Regions from separate parts of the Macaca mulatta genome. Here region 1 is linked to region 2. The links are chromatin contacts, called in public Hi-C maps. All regions are on one chromosome and are shown on one strand. The core of a region is the stretch at or near the end of the contact, and the rest is flanking DNA. Distances in the headings are between cores, read along the strand shown. Region 1 holds the start of ZNF213 (zinc finger protein 213). Region 2 holds the start of HCFC1R1 (host cell factor C1 regulator 1).

Evidence for each region. A called contact is a pair of places that touch in the nucleus more often than the background predicts.
Region 1: a contact with region 2 is called in a Hi-C map of blood, with 6 times the contacts expected there. The contact joins the promoter of ZNF213 here to the promoter of HCFC1R1 in region 2. A contact is called at or near these places in 2 of 14 Hi-C or Micro-C datasets (blood and liver).

Annotation. Positions count from the first base shown.
Region 1 is chr20:4,367,533-4,373,834 of T2T-MMU8v2.0, reverse strand. ZNF213 (zinc finger protein 213) reads right to left here and starts at 1,918. Exons shown (of 4, transcript XM_015125449.3): 1 at 1,689-1,918. LOC144337849 (a long non-coding RNA gene) reads right to left here. Exons shown (of 3, transcript XR_013411448.1): 2 at 5,613-5,709; 3 at 2,186-3,147. LOC106994927 (a long non-coding RNA gene) reads left to right here and starts at 3,321. Exons shown (of 2, transcript XR_001441618.3): 1 at 3,321-4,212; 2 at 4,959-5,415.
Region 2 is chr20:4,268,248-4,274,765 of T2T-MMU8v2.0, reverse strand. It overlaps HCFC1R1 (host cell factor C1 regulator 1), which reads left to right and starts at 4,973. Exons shown (of 6, transcript NM_001266213.1): 1 at 4,973-5,037; 2 at 5,139-5,254. It overlaps THOC6 (THO complex subunit 6), which reads right to left. Exons shown (of 15, transcript NM_001257916.2): 4 at 5,139-5,254; 5 at 4,973-5,037; 6 at 4,795-4,898; 7 at 4,673-4,710; 8 at 4,547-4,595; 9 at 4,373-4,444; 10 at 4,179-4,281; 11 at 4,044-4,093; 12 at 3,892-3,954; 13 at 3,685-3,795; 14 at 3,465-3,599; 15 at 3,237-3,390. The coding sequence ends at 3,310. BICDL2 (BICD family like cargo adaptor 2) reads left to right here. Exons shown (of 14, transcript XM_077985337.1): 7 at 1-79; 8 at 168-284; 9 at 386-532; 10 at 1,235-1,429; 11 at 1,545-1,694; 12 at 2,149-2,279; 13 at 2,511-2,631; 14 at 2,706-3,279. The coding sequence ends at 2,873.

The DNA.
Region 1 (6,302 bases), core at 669-3,168, 100 kb before region 2:
ATCCAGTCCCATCCTTTCATGGCCCTGAAGCCTTTTCTAGGCTTTACTGTAATGCCTTGCTCATGTGACTATCTCTATTAACACAGGCCCACAAGCTCTCATCCCAAAGCCAGAAATACAAAACCCGGGTATTTCATAACTCTTTGAAAGCAAAACCCAATATCAATCATTTGGCAGCACCACCTGACCTGATATAAGCATATTTATAATCTCAATTTATTCCACTAAATGTAAATATTCAAAATTATGGCAGAAATATTAATAACATATATCTTCAGTTTATAAAAATTCATTGAGCTATACCCACTGATGTGTTTTTCTGTATGGACATTATACATCAACTAAAAATCTTTTTTTTTTTTTTTTTGAGAGAGTCTCACTCTGTTGCCCAGGCTGGAGTGCAGTGGTGCAATCTTGGTTCACTGCAACCTCTGCCTCCTGGGTTCAAGCGATTCTCCTGCCTCAGCCTCCCAAGTAGCTGAGACTACAGGCACCAGCTACCACGCCCAGCTAATTTTTGTATTTTTAGTAGAGACGAGGTTTCACCATGTTGGTCAGGATGGTCTCGAACTCCTGACCTTGTGATCCACCCGCCTTGGCCTCCCAAAGTGCTGGGATTACAGGCATGAGCCACTGCGCCCTGCCTAATTAAAAAATTTTAACTGATGTGTTTCATTATTTAGTGTTGCCCCAGATCCCTCTGGAGATGTGCTTGATATATTGTATGTGCACTATATTAGTTTTCTCAAATTTGAAAACCTCTGAATTCCAAAACACATCTGGCCCTGAGGTGTCACAGAAGGCCTCATAGACACCATCCAAAGCCATTTATCCACAGGTACATATAAATGTATGACACCTTTATACCTTACATCGTTACTCTTTACTGAAAAGTGTATTATGCAATTTTCAGTAATCGATTTTTTGTTTCAACAATACAAATACAAACTGGCCGGGCTTGGTGGTTTATGCCTGTAATCCCAGCATTTTGGGAGACAGAGATAGGATGATTGCTTGAGGCCAGGGGTTCAAGACCACTTTGGGAAGACAATGTGAGACGCCATCTGTACCAAAAAACAAAAAAAGCCGGGTGGGGCTCCTGTAGTCCCAGCTACTGGGGAGGCTGAAGAGGGAAGATCTCCTGAGTCCAGGAGTTTGAGGTTGCAATGAGCTATGATCGCACCACCGTACTCCAGCCTGGGCAACAGACTGAGGCCGTCTCAAAAAAAAAAAAAAAGTAAAAAGAAAAAAAAAAAAAATACAAACCATCGTAATAAAAAAGGGGGGAAGATTCAAACAATACAGAAGTCCGTAAAACTCTCCCTTCCTCAATGCAATTGTACCCCCCGACTTAACAGTCTGACAAGTGACGTCCCAGACCTTTTCTCTGTGCTTTTACTAAAAAAGCCATCCATGGGGGGAGAAAAGAAAAAGAAGGTGCTTCATGTGTTTTTACATAAATGAGACCTTACTGCACAGACAGCGGCACTATGAGCTTCCGCGGTACGGATACGCTCCAGTTTCTTAATCAATACTCAAGTGATGCATTCGGGTTGTTTCCAATTATTTAGTCCACCCTAGGCGCTTTATTTATTCTGCTCCTCACAAGACCCCTGAAAGGTGCGTGCACCATTCTCATCCTCTGGTGACTTCGAAGAAGACTTTCCTCGAAGAGGGCCAGGACTCACCAGGGTCGCTCAGCAGGACACGGCAGGCGGGAAGGCGAGCCAGCCAGAGCCCCGTGCTGTCCCCCGCAGCCTCGCCCGCGGGGCGAGCGGCGATCGTGCAGGGGCGTCTGCCCGCGGACCAAGAGGGCAGAGCGGCGCGGGGGACCCAGCACTTCCTAGTAGTGCGCCCGCCCTCCGGCCTCTGCCTCGGGGCGCTGATCCCGGCCACCCGGAGCCCGGTGCTTGATGTCGGAGCCAGGCGGCCAGAGCCCCCGTCCCCGCCCCCGCCCCCGAAACACACAACGCCCACGGCGGCCCAGGAGACACCACTTCCGCCGCCAGTTCTCGGCGCCGGAAGTGGTCGCAGGGCTCGCTGGGAAACTACGCGGCGCAAGCATTCCCTAGCTCCCAGAAAGCCGTTCGTTCACTGAGCCCGCCTTCTCCCTGACTGATGGCCAATGAACAGGAAGAATTCTCAGGCTCCCTATTAGAAGACGGAAACGCCATATGCGTCATACACCTGCATCCGGGAGGAAAGGCAACGTTTTGCGTCTAGATTTGCTTTGTTTTCTTTCGTCGCCGCTTTTCTTTCACATTTCCTTGCGCCTCTGGCCCTTGAGCGACAAAAAGGGGAAGCCAAGGCTGGCCCGAGGAAAGGAGAGGGCATATGGCCTAGCCACGAGTGGAGCGCCTGCTCCGCCGGAAGGGATGCGCTGGAGCGGCGTTTTCCTTCCGCCACGGTCTTTCTATGCCAACTCGTAGGTGAGGGCCGAAAGGCCGTGGGCGGTGGAGCTTGGGCCTGGGAGACTTGTTTCCAGCCTCTTGGGTCCCGCTCCTCCCAATTCCCTGGAGAGGCGTGTAGCTTCCTGGGAAATGCCGTCGGGTAAGGGGCGCGGAGCCTCCTGCGGCGATCCTCTGTCTTCGGGTCGCCTTAGCAGGACGCGGCAAGAAGACACTGACCTGGCCGCAGTCCCGCGCTCTCCCACCAGCTGCTTCGTCCACCAGGAGCTGCGGGGCGTCAGGGATCCAACGGCCCTGAGGGATCTAGAGCAGGGGGGCTCGGGGTTCTCCTTTCCATACCCTCGGATCCTCTCCCACTCTTTCCACGCCTCGACCCGAAGATAATCTCAGGCTCCAGATATCTTTCATAAATGGAAAGAGCTTTCCTGGTTTGTTTTGTCTTAATTTTGTAGGTGTTGCATGCTTGGAAGAGAAAATTAAGAAAATTAATTGGCAAATCATAAAGATAGCTTTCTCATGATAGCCACAAGGCTTGCTCCCTCACTCTGCTCATACGTCACCCCCTCAAGGAAGCCTCCCGGAGCTCTGTAAACAGCCTCAGCTCTGCCTTGCTTTTCTCCCTAATGTTTATCACTACCTGACATATACTTGTGTAATATTTGTTTCCCACGACTCAACGATAAGTGTTCATGAGGGCAGACACTTTTTAATGCCCTACCACGAACACCTAGAATTGTGCCTGGCACATGGCAGATGCCTAGTAAATATTTGTTTAATGAATGAAGGTAAAAAACATTTCTAATACGACCATCCAGGAATAAGCACTGTTCATATTTTAGTCTGTTCTTACAGTTTTACTGTTGTTATATGTCTGTGAATGTGTATATATATATTATATATAGTTTATATATATATATATATATATATTTTTTTTTTTTTTTTTGAGACGGAGTCTCGCTCTGTCACCCAGGCTGCACTGCAGTGGCCCGATCTTGGCTCACTGCAACCTCTGCCTTCCGGGTTCAAGCGGTTCTCCTGCCTCAGCCTCCCGAATAGCTAGGATTACAGGCATGTGTCACCATGCCCGGCTAATTTTGTATTTTTAGTAGAGATGGGGTTTCTCCATGTTGGTCAGGCTGGGCTCGAACTCCCGACTTCAGATGATCTGCCTGCCTCGGCCTCCCAAAGTACTGAGATTACAGGCATGAGCCAGTATGCCCGGCAGAATTTTCATCTTTTAAGTCTGCCACCCTTGGACACTTACATTGTTTCCATCTTTCTGTATTTGTAGATATGCTTCTACATACACCTTTATGCATTTGCTTGAACATTTCCCTGAGAACAACCAGAAATGGAATTGCCAAATTACTTTGTGTACATATTTCTAAACTGTCCTCCAGAAAGAATGTAATGCTTTGATCTTCCACTTGAGAATCAAATGTTTACCTTCCTCTGTTCCTCCAGATTTGGACATTTACAGTGTTCAGCCTTTGTTGTGGCATTCCAGTTCAACTGGGAAACAGCTTGATGTAGCGTCCCCAGGTCCACAGTAATACATATTAAACTTTTTTTTTTTTGGTGCAGTGCTGCAATTTCGTGGCTCACTGCAACCTCCCAGGTTCAAGCGATCCTCCCACCTCAGCCTCCCTAGTAGCTGGGATTACAGGTGCATGCCACCACACCAGGCTAAGTTTTGTATTTTTAGTAGAGATGGGGTTTTACCAGGTTAGCCAGGCTGGTCTTGAACTCCTGACCTCAAGGGATCTGCCTGCCTCAGCCTTCTTCCAAAGTGCTGGGATTACAGGTGAGAACCACTGTGCCTATCCTATTAAACTTTTAAATCATGATAGTTACCATGTATGGAGTGTTTATATTGCCAGGCAGTGAGCTGAGTCCTTTACATCTCACGCTTATTCTGTGCAACAGCCCAATGGGAGAAATTCCATGAATATAGTTACCATTTCCTTGATTTCTAGGGAAGCTGGATATGTTTTCTTTTTTCAAGTATTATTTCTATTTATCCTTTTGTGAATTGCCTGTTATTTTCATTGGAATATACTTTTTTTTTTTTTTTTAAAGAGTCTCATTCTGTTGCCCAGGCTGGAGTGCAATGGTGCGATCTCAGCCCATTGCAAACCTTTGCCTCCCCGGTTTAAGCAATTCTCCTGCCTCAGCCTCCCAAGTAGCTGGGATTACAGGCACCCACCACCACGCCTAGCTAATTTTTTGTATTTTTAGTAGAGACGGGATTTTGCCATGTTGGCCAGCCTGGTCTCGAACTCCTGACCTCAGGTCATCCACCCACTTCAGCCTCCCGAACTGCTGGGATTATAGGCATGAGCCCCCGCGCCCGGCCACACCATTGTTTTGAAGAGAAAAATTGGTAAAAATAATTGTTTAGTTGTGAAGATGGTTACCCAAATGGGTAAGAGAGATTTCTAAGAGTTACAGAATAGCAACTGCAGGAAGGAACTTGTGCCCTTAGGACTGAGGAAGTAAAAAGGGAGGAAACTTGGAAACACGAAAGAGCCCTTCCCCTTTCAATTCAAGGCAGAGACTGGACCTCAGAAGAGGGAGTGGGTGCCCCGAGAACTCACTGCTGGCGGACAGCGGAAAGGGCAGCTGCCAGACCAAGGTGAGGATAACGGAAGTGAAGGCCACTGGCTACCTCTCCTGCCCTCCGCTGGCCGCATTGGAGAACTGCACCAGGAAGAAGACAGCCCCTCCCTTCCACTCTGACCTGACAGTGTTCCTCCATCGCCCTCTATTGGAGAAGAACAACATCAAGCTGGCTAGCAAGGAACTGCGTAGAGTCCCGCTGGGTATCACGCTGGATCTCACCCAAAGCTGAGATGTCATCCAGCTCAGTATCACAGAGCAGAACGAAAAGGATGTGTTTGGGCTGAGAGGCCATACATTGGTAACTGGCACATGAACTGTATTTTCTATTGAGCATTGCTGGTATATGGCAAGTTTGCATACAATTATATTGAAATTGACCACCTAATTGCACTTTCTTATTCCTTCTGATAATTTTTCACGTGTTCTTTTTCTTTCTTTTTTTAGAGGGATTCTCACTCTGTCACCCAGGCTGCAGTCCAGTGGCACAATCTCGGTTCACTGCAAGCTTCGCCTCCCAGGTTCATGCCATTCTCCTGCCTCAGCCTCCCTAGTAGCTGGGACTACAGGCACCTGCCACCATGCCTGGCTAATTTTTTGTATTTTTAGTAGAAAGGGGGTTTCACTGTGTTAGCCAGGATGGTTTATATCTCCTGACCTCATGATCCACCCACCTCAGCCTCTTTTTTGTATTTTTAGTAGAGATTTCACCATGTTAGCCAGGATGGTCTTGATTTCCTGACATCATGATCTGCCCACCTCAGCCTCCCAAAGTGCTGGGAATACAGGCGTGAGCCACAGTGCCTGGCCATTTTTTGTTTTGTTTTGTTTTTTGTTTTTTGAGACGGAGTCTTGCTCTGTGGCCCAGGCTGGAGTACAGTGGCGCAATCTTTGCTCACTGCAACCTCCACCTCCCACGTTCAAGCAATTATCCTGCCTCAGCCTCCCAAGTAACTGGGGTTACAGGAGCACACCACCACATCTAGCTAATTTTTTGTATTTTTAGTAGAGACAGGGTTTTACCATGTTGGCCAGGCTGGTCTTGAACTCCTGACCTCGTGATCCACCCTCCTTGGCCTCCCAAAGTGCTGGGATTACAGGCATGAGCCACCACGCCTGGACCCTTTTTTTTTTTTCTAAAATGGAGTCTTTCTCTGTCGCCCAGGCTGGAGTGTAGGGGTGTGATCTCAGCTCATTGCAACCTTCCCCTCCCAGGTTCAAGCAGTTCTGCCTCAGCCTCCCAAGTAGCTGGGATTACAGGTGTGCGCCACCATG
Region 2 (6,518 bases), core at 3,724-6,223:
GCGAGAACGGGCACGGGCCCTCAGCGAGCTCAGCGAGCAGAACCTCCGGCTCAGCCAGCAGCTGGCTCAGGTGGACAAGGTGGAGGAGGACGCCTTGGTCCCCAGTGGGGAGTGGGTGCATTGGGCATGGTGCTGAGGCTCCTCTGCCCCCCTTTCTACCTCCTCAGGCCTCCCAGACTGAGCAGGAACTTCAGAGGGAACTGGACACCCTTCGGGGACAGTGCCAGGCTCAGGCACTGGCTGGGGCAGAGCTGAGGACGCGGCTGGAGAGTCTGCAGGGGGAAGTGAGTTTCAGCTGGGGCTGGGGGATTGTCTGAGACAAAAAAGCCGGGCCAGGGGCTGGGAGGGGGCTGCCCCCCTCCCCAGCTCTCAGGCCTTTCCCCAGAACCAGATGCTGCAGAGCCGCCGGCAGGACCTGGAGGCCCAGATCCGAGGCCTGCGTGAGGAGGTGGAGAAGGGCCAGGGCCGACTGCAGACCACGCACGAGGAGTTGCTGCTGCTGAGGCGGGAGAGGCGGGAGCACAACCTGGAGGTGACCTGCAGGGCTAGGGGATACAACTGCCTGGACCCTTAGCAATGGCTTCAGGGTTTTCTGGGAGATGAGGCCAGATCTGGATCACTGGGAGGTCCAGAGGCTGGCCCACAAGAGCATGGGCATTAGCCCATGGGCAAGTGGGAGCCATGGAAGGCTGTTAAGCAGGGGAGGCATGCTCTTAGAATACATCAGAGCCTGGCAGCTGAAAGGGCAGGGAGGGGGCTGATGCCAGAGCTCAGGCCAGGAATGACAGCCCCTAGACCATGGCTGGGCAATGGAGATGGAGAAAAAGAAATGAAAAGAGGACGCGGGGTCTGATGTTAGAGATCAAAGGAGTCTGCATTTTGGGGTCAGCTTGCCTGCCTTCACATCCCAGTGCCCCTTTTTGCTACTGTGGGACAAGCAGCCTCAGTAGCACCGATAAATGCTGCATGAAACAATTAGTGAATGAGGAGGTAGACTGCGCAGGGGAGGGAATAGGGCTCTTCGAGGTGGGGCCCTGCTTTATAGGCGAGGAAATTGTGTGTCTGCTGAGGGAGGTGCATGGCCCAAGGCTCCCAGCGATCCAGGAACGGGAACAGCCTGGGCCGACGGGGTGCGGGGCCCTCCACGGCGCCCCCGCGTGGACCTGCCGCGGGATGCCGGCGCTGGGTGCGTCCCGCTGACCACCTGCGCTTCCGTCTGCGGGACCGTCCACAGCTGGAACGCGCACGGTCCGAGGCCGAGGAGGCGCTGAGCGCGCTGCGGAGGCTGCAGCGGCGCGTCTCCGAACTGGAGGAGGAGTCACGCCTCCAGGACGCCGACGTGTCGGGTGCTTCATTGCAGTCAGAACTGGCCCACAGCCTCGAGGACGGCGACCAGGGCCAGAGCGCCGAAGCACGGGGAGACACCCCGGTGAGCTCGTGGGCCCTCAGCCCCCTTACCTGTGCCATCGAGAGGGTCGCAGGCTCCGCCTTTCCTCCTTTCCCTAATAGACTCCACACCACTAACCCATTTCTTTGGCCCACAGACCACCCGGTCCCCAAAGACCCGAGAGGTATCCAGTCCCCAGCCTTCACCCCCGGAAGAGAGCTTAGAGCCCCCCAAGAAGCGAACATCCCTCAGCCCAGCGGAGATACTGGAGGAGAAGGAGGCGGAAGTGGCCAAGCTGCAAGATGAGGTGGGGGAGAGGGCACTGTGCTGGATGCAGGGCCCCTCTAGCTGTCAGTTTCTGTCTCCCATGTCCACTTCCCAGCCTTTGCCCACTAAGCTCCCCTATACCTGGATCGGTCTTCATCTCAACAAACTTACTTCAAGAGCCAGCCTGCATGCCACCTCCTCCAGGAAGACTTCCTAGACAGCACCTCCCCGCTTAGTTCCACTTCCACTGCTTCTCCCTGCATCCCTCCTGCAGGGTTATACCACTCCCACTAGCCCTGCTCCACCCCACCCTGCACCAGCCTGAGGGTCTCAGAGGGCTCATCTTGGAGTCTCCAGCACAGGGCTACAGCTGCCTGGGGTGTCTGTCGCAGGCAGAGGAGGGCTGGGGAAAGCCAGAGTCGGGGCTGCTGGGAGAAGCAGGGACTGAAAGGCCCATTGGCTCATCTGCCGCACGGCCCCTCCTCTGCTCACAGATCTTGCTGCAGCAGGCAGAGCTGCAGTCCCTGCGGGAAGAGCTGCAGAGGCAGAAGGAGCTGCGGGCGCAGGAAGACCCTGGGGAGGCCCTGCACAGTGCCCTCTCAGACCGGGACGAGGCCGTGAACAAGTAAGCCTCAAGCCATCCACCACCACCACAGCGCCCTCTGGGCCCTCCTGGGCTCCTGATTCCTCTTCTGATACGGGTTATAATGATCCCCACTCCCACCCAGGGGCCCACTGACCTCCTTGAGCTAGGTGTTGGCAGCCCTCCTCCCGTTCGGGTCCAGAATTCCCCCGCCACCCCGGCTCCCTGAAGCCCTAGTGCCCTCAAACGCGTCGTCCGCCCCTCCCCGCCTAGGGCCCTGGAGCTGTCCCTGGAGCTCAACCGCGTCTCGCTGGAGCGAGACTCCCTGTACCGGGAGCTGCTGCGCGCCATCCGCCAGAAGGTGGCGCTCACGCAGGAGCTGGAGGCCTGGCAGGTGAGGGGCGGGGTCCGTGTGCGGAGGAGGGCAGGGGGCTGGACCGGTGCTGAGCCGACCACGGCCTCCCGCAGGACGACATGCAGGTGGTGATCGGGCAGCAGCTGCGCTCACAGCGCCAGAAGGAACTGAACGCCGCCGCGTCGTCGTCGACCCCGCGCCGTGCCGCGCCCCGCTTCTCGCTGCGCCTGGGCCCCGGGCCCGCCGGTGGCTTTCTCAGCAACCTCTTCCGAAGGACCTGACGGCTGGGCCCAGGGGCTGCCCTTGCCCGCTTAGGGGCTCACTTTCCTCTTCTGGCCAATTAAGTGACAGGGCCTGGATTATCTTCCAAAAGGAGATGATGCCCTCCCCACCCCAGGATGCTGGGCAAGGGCTCATCGGCAGCAGGGGCTCATCCGGAGCAGGGGCCAGCTTTGTGGGGCAGGAGCCCCTGGTGGGTGGCAGGGGCAGGTGAACAGAGCTATTTTCCGAATCAATATAGGTCTATCTTTTCTAGGGCAGGGATGGGGCTGGGTATTTATGTATCAAGATGGGACAGAGTAATATATAAATCACTCCACCGATTTAGCCTCCATTCGTGGAAAGAAAGAGCATGGAAAAAAAGCCTGAAACTTTATTGTAAAAAAGAAAATGAAAAACACTCTAAAACCCTGGGCTGGCTGGGGATGTTGTCGGAGGTCAGAAGGACAGGGAGAAGGCTCGGTAGCCCAGGTTGGTGAAGACATCCACCCGGCAGCTGTTACCTGCAGCTGTCAGGACCTGGAGGAAAGAGGGGCATGACTGGCCTGCCCACACCCCTGCCCCAGCCACCCCATGGCCCCTGCCAGACCCACCTTGCACTCGGGCGCGGCGGGCTGCTGGTTGAGGCTGAGGCTGAGCAGCCCTGGGGAGGAGCCAGGCACCTGGGCCTTCAGCTCCCCGCTCAGCTGCCACTGGTTGACACAGCGGCCCTGGCCAGCCGACAGAATCTGCAGAGGACAGGGAAGGTGCTCGGGGGTCACGACTGAAGGGAAGAGTCAGTTGGGGTGGCAGAAGTGAGAGAGAGGGACTCACCAGGTCCTGGTAGAAGGTGACATGCTTCTGTGGCGCCCGGATGGGGAAGACAGTGGTAGGTGTGGAGGATCGGAGGTGCCAGAGGGTGAGGGCTGGGCCCCCTCCACAGACCTGGACAGAAAGGTGGGAGTCCCCAGCTGTGAACTACAGGCCCACAGCTGACAGGGCCCGGAGCTGCCATCCAATCCCACAGTCTGCCCAGCTCACCATCCAGTCGGAATCAGTTGCCAAGCATCCGATCCAGCGTCCATTGTGGGGCCTTGAGCACTCCTGGGCGGCGGGGGAGGGAAAGAGGTGAAGACATGCAGAATTCAAGGAGCGGGAGGGGAAGAGGACAATGGCCATGGACAGACCCTCACCTCGTGCTTATAGACCTCGATCGTCTGGACCTCCTTGGCTGTGCGCAGGTCTGCGGGGAAAGAACTGTGAGTGGTGCCCCATTCACCTCAGCCTCCTTCACTGCCATCTTGCCCTCCAGCCAGCCACCTCCTTACCCCAAAGTCGAACAGCTCCATCCTCGCCACCTGACAGCACCTCTGGGCTCCTTTCCCGCAGTGCCAGGCAATGGATGTAGTCTGTGTGGCCCCGGAGGACCCGCTGCATGTAGAGGGGCGATGTCAGGAGGAGACCTAGGAAGAGTGCCTCTCCCTGGCCTGGACCTGCTCTAGGGCTCCAAGACCCTGCTCACCGTGAAAGTCCCAGTTTCAAGGTCCATAGTGTGCAACTGACAGTCTCCCCCAGCCAGGATGAGGGAGTTCTCCTGTGGAGGGAGCAGGGTGAGGCAGGAAGTCAATGTCAAATCAGGGTAGGCAGAGGGTGAAGGATCAAAGTTTGGACAAGAACAGTCACATGGGGCTCAGACCTTGGGGACCAGCAGCAGAGCATTGATCTCGGGCACTTCCAGGCTGGTCCTGGGGAAGGAAAGGCAGGGTCAGTGAGGAAGTCACTTCACCCCGATGCCCCCTCTATCCATGTGGCCCTGGCTCACCTGTATGGAGGCTGCCGATGCCACAGCTCCTTACACCCCTTCAAAAGGGAAAATACCAGTTGACCTCAAAGGCTCTCTCTGGGTCCCGGCACCCCAGCCCTTTCCCGAGCTCAACTCCTTACCTTCTTGAGCATCTCCGCCCAAAGCCAGGCCTTCACCTCCCCATCCCCAGCACTAAGCAGATGTCGATCGGTGGAGACCATGCTATAGACAGGCCCATCATGGGCTAAAGAGAAATGCAGAACTGAGTTGACCAATTCCACCCAAAGTCCCGAAGCCAGACTCCACAGCTATACCCACCTTGGAAAGTCACCACCGGCTTCTTACTTTCCTCTTTGGCTTCGGAGCTCAAAGCAGCGGACAAGCTGCAGGGGACAGCGGAGGGGACCCAGGAGTCAGAAACAGGGGCATCCGTCCCATGAGGGCCAAGTGCCAGGGCTAATGGGTGGACAGCGGCAGAGGGTACCTGAAGATGGCAATCTGCCCATAATTGTTGCCAGCCGCCAAAAACTTCCCACACGGTGAGACGCTCTGGGAGAAGATGGTCATATGGAGCCGCTGCAAGGCCTGGAACACCTCTGTCTGCAGGGAAGAACTGGATGAGGCCTGCCTGGGATGTATGAAACCTCCCAGCCACAGACTCCTTCCTGCTTCCCCCAACACCTGCCAGGCCTCCCACTGTCCTGACTTCTCAGCCCTCTTTTGAGGCGGCCCGGCCCCAAGCCAGCACTTGCCCATGCAGTCCCATGGGCGGCTCCAAGAAGACACTGAAGAAGGGGCGAGTCGAGGTGATGCCTCAGGGACCTCTGAGCAAGCACCCAGCACTCTCCTACCAGCTTCCTCAACTGTCAAGTGGAGCTCACAGAAGATTCCATCACCATTAGATGAGCTAGTGTATAGACAAGAGCTTTCCATGGGGCTGTCACTCAGTGCTGAAGCCGGGTGTGGTGGCTCATGCCTGTCATCCACTGCTTGGGGAGGCCAGGAGTTCGAGAGCAGCCTGGTCAAAATAGTGAGACTCCGTCTCAACAAAAAATTTAAAAATGTGGGGCCGGGCGCAGTGGCTCACGCCTGTAATCCCAGCACTTTGGGAGGCCGAGGTGGGCGGATCACCTGAGGTCTGGAGTTCCAGACCAGCCTGACCAACATGGAGAAACCCATCTCTACTAAAAATACAAAATGAGCTGGGAGTGGTGGCGCATGCCTGTAATCTCAGCTACTTGGGAGACTGAGGCAGGAGAACTGCTTGAATCTGGGAGGCGGAGGCTGTGGTGAACCAAGATGGAGCCATTGCACTCCAGCCTGGGCAACAAGAGTGAAACTTCATCTCAAAAAAAAAAATGGCCGGGCGCGGTGGCTCAAGCCTGTAATCCCAGCACTTTGGGAGGCCGAGACGGGCGGATCACGAGGTCAGGAGATCGAGACCATCCTGGCTAACACGGTGAAACCCCGTCTCTACTAAAAATACAAGAAAATTAGCCTGGCGAGGTGGTGGGCGCCTGTAGTCCCAGCTACTCGGGAGGCTGAGGCAGGAGAATGGCGTGAACCCGGGGGAGCGGAGCTTGCAGTGAGCCGAGATCGCGCCACTGCACTCCAGCCTGGGGCACAGAGCAAGACTCCGTCTCAAAAAAAAAAAAAAAAAAAATGTGGCCAGGCATGGTGACTCACACCTGTAATCCCAGCACTTTGGGAGGCTGAGGCGGGAGGATCACCTGAGGTCAGGAGTTCGAGACCAGCCTGGTCAACACGGTAAAACCCTGTATCTACTAAAAACACAAAATTAGCTGGGCATGGTGGCACACGCCTGTAGTCCCAGCTACTCAGGAAACTGAGGCAGGAGAATCGC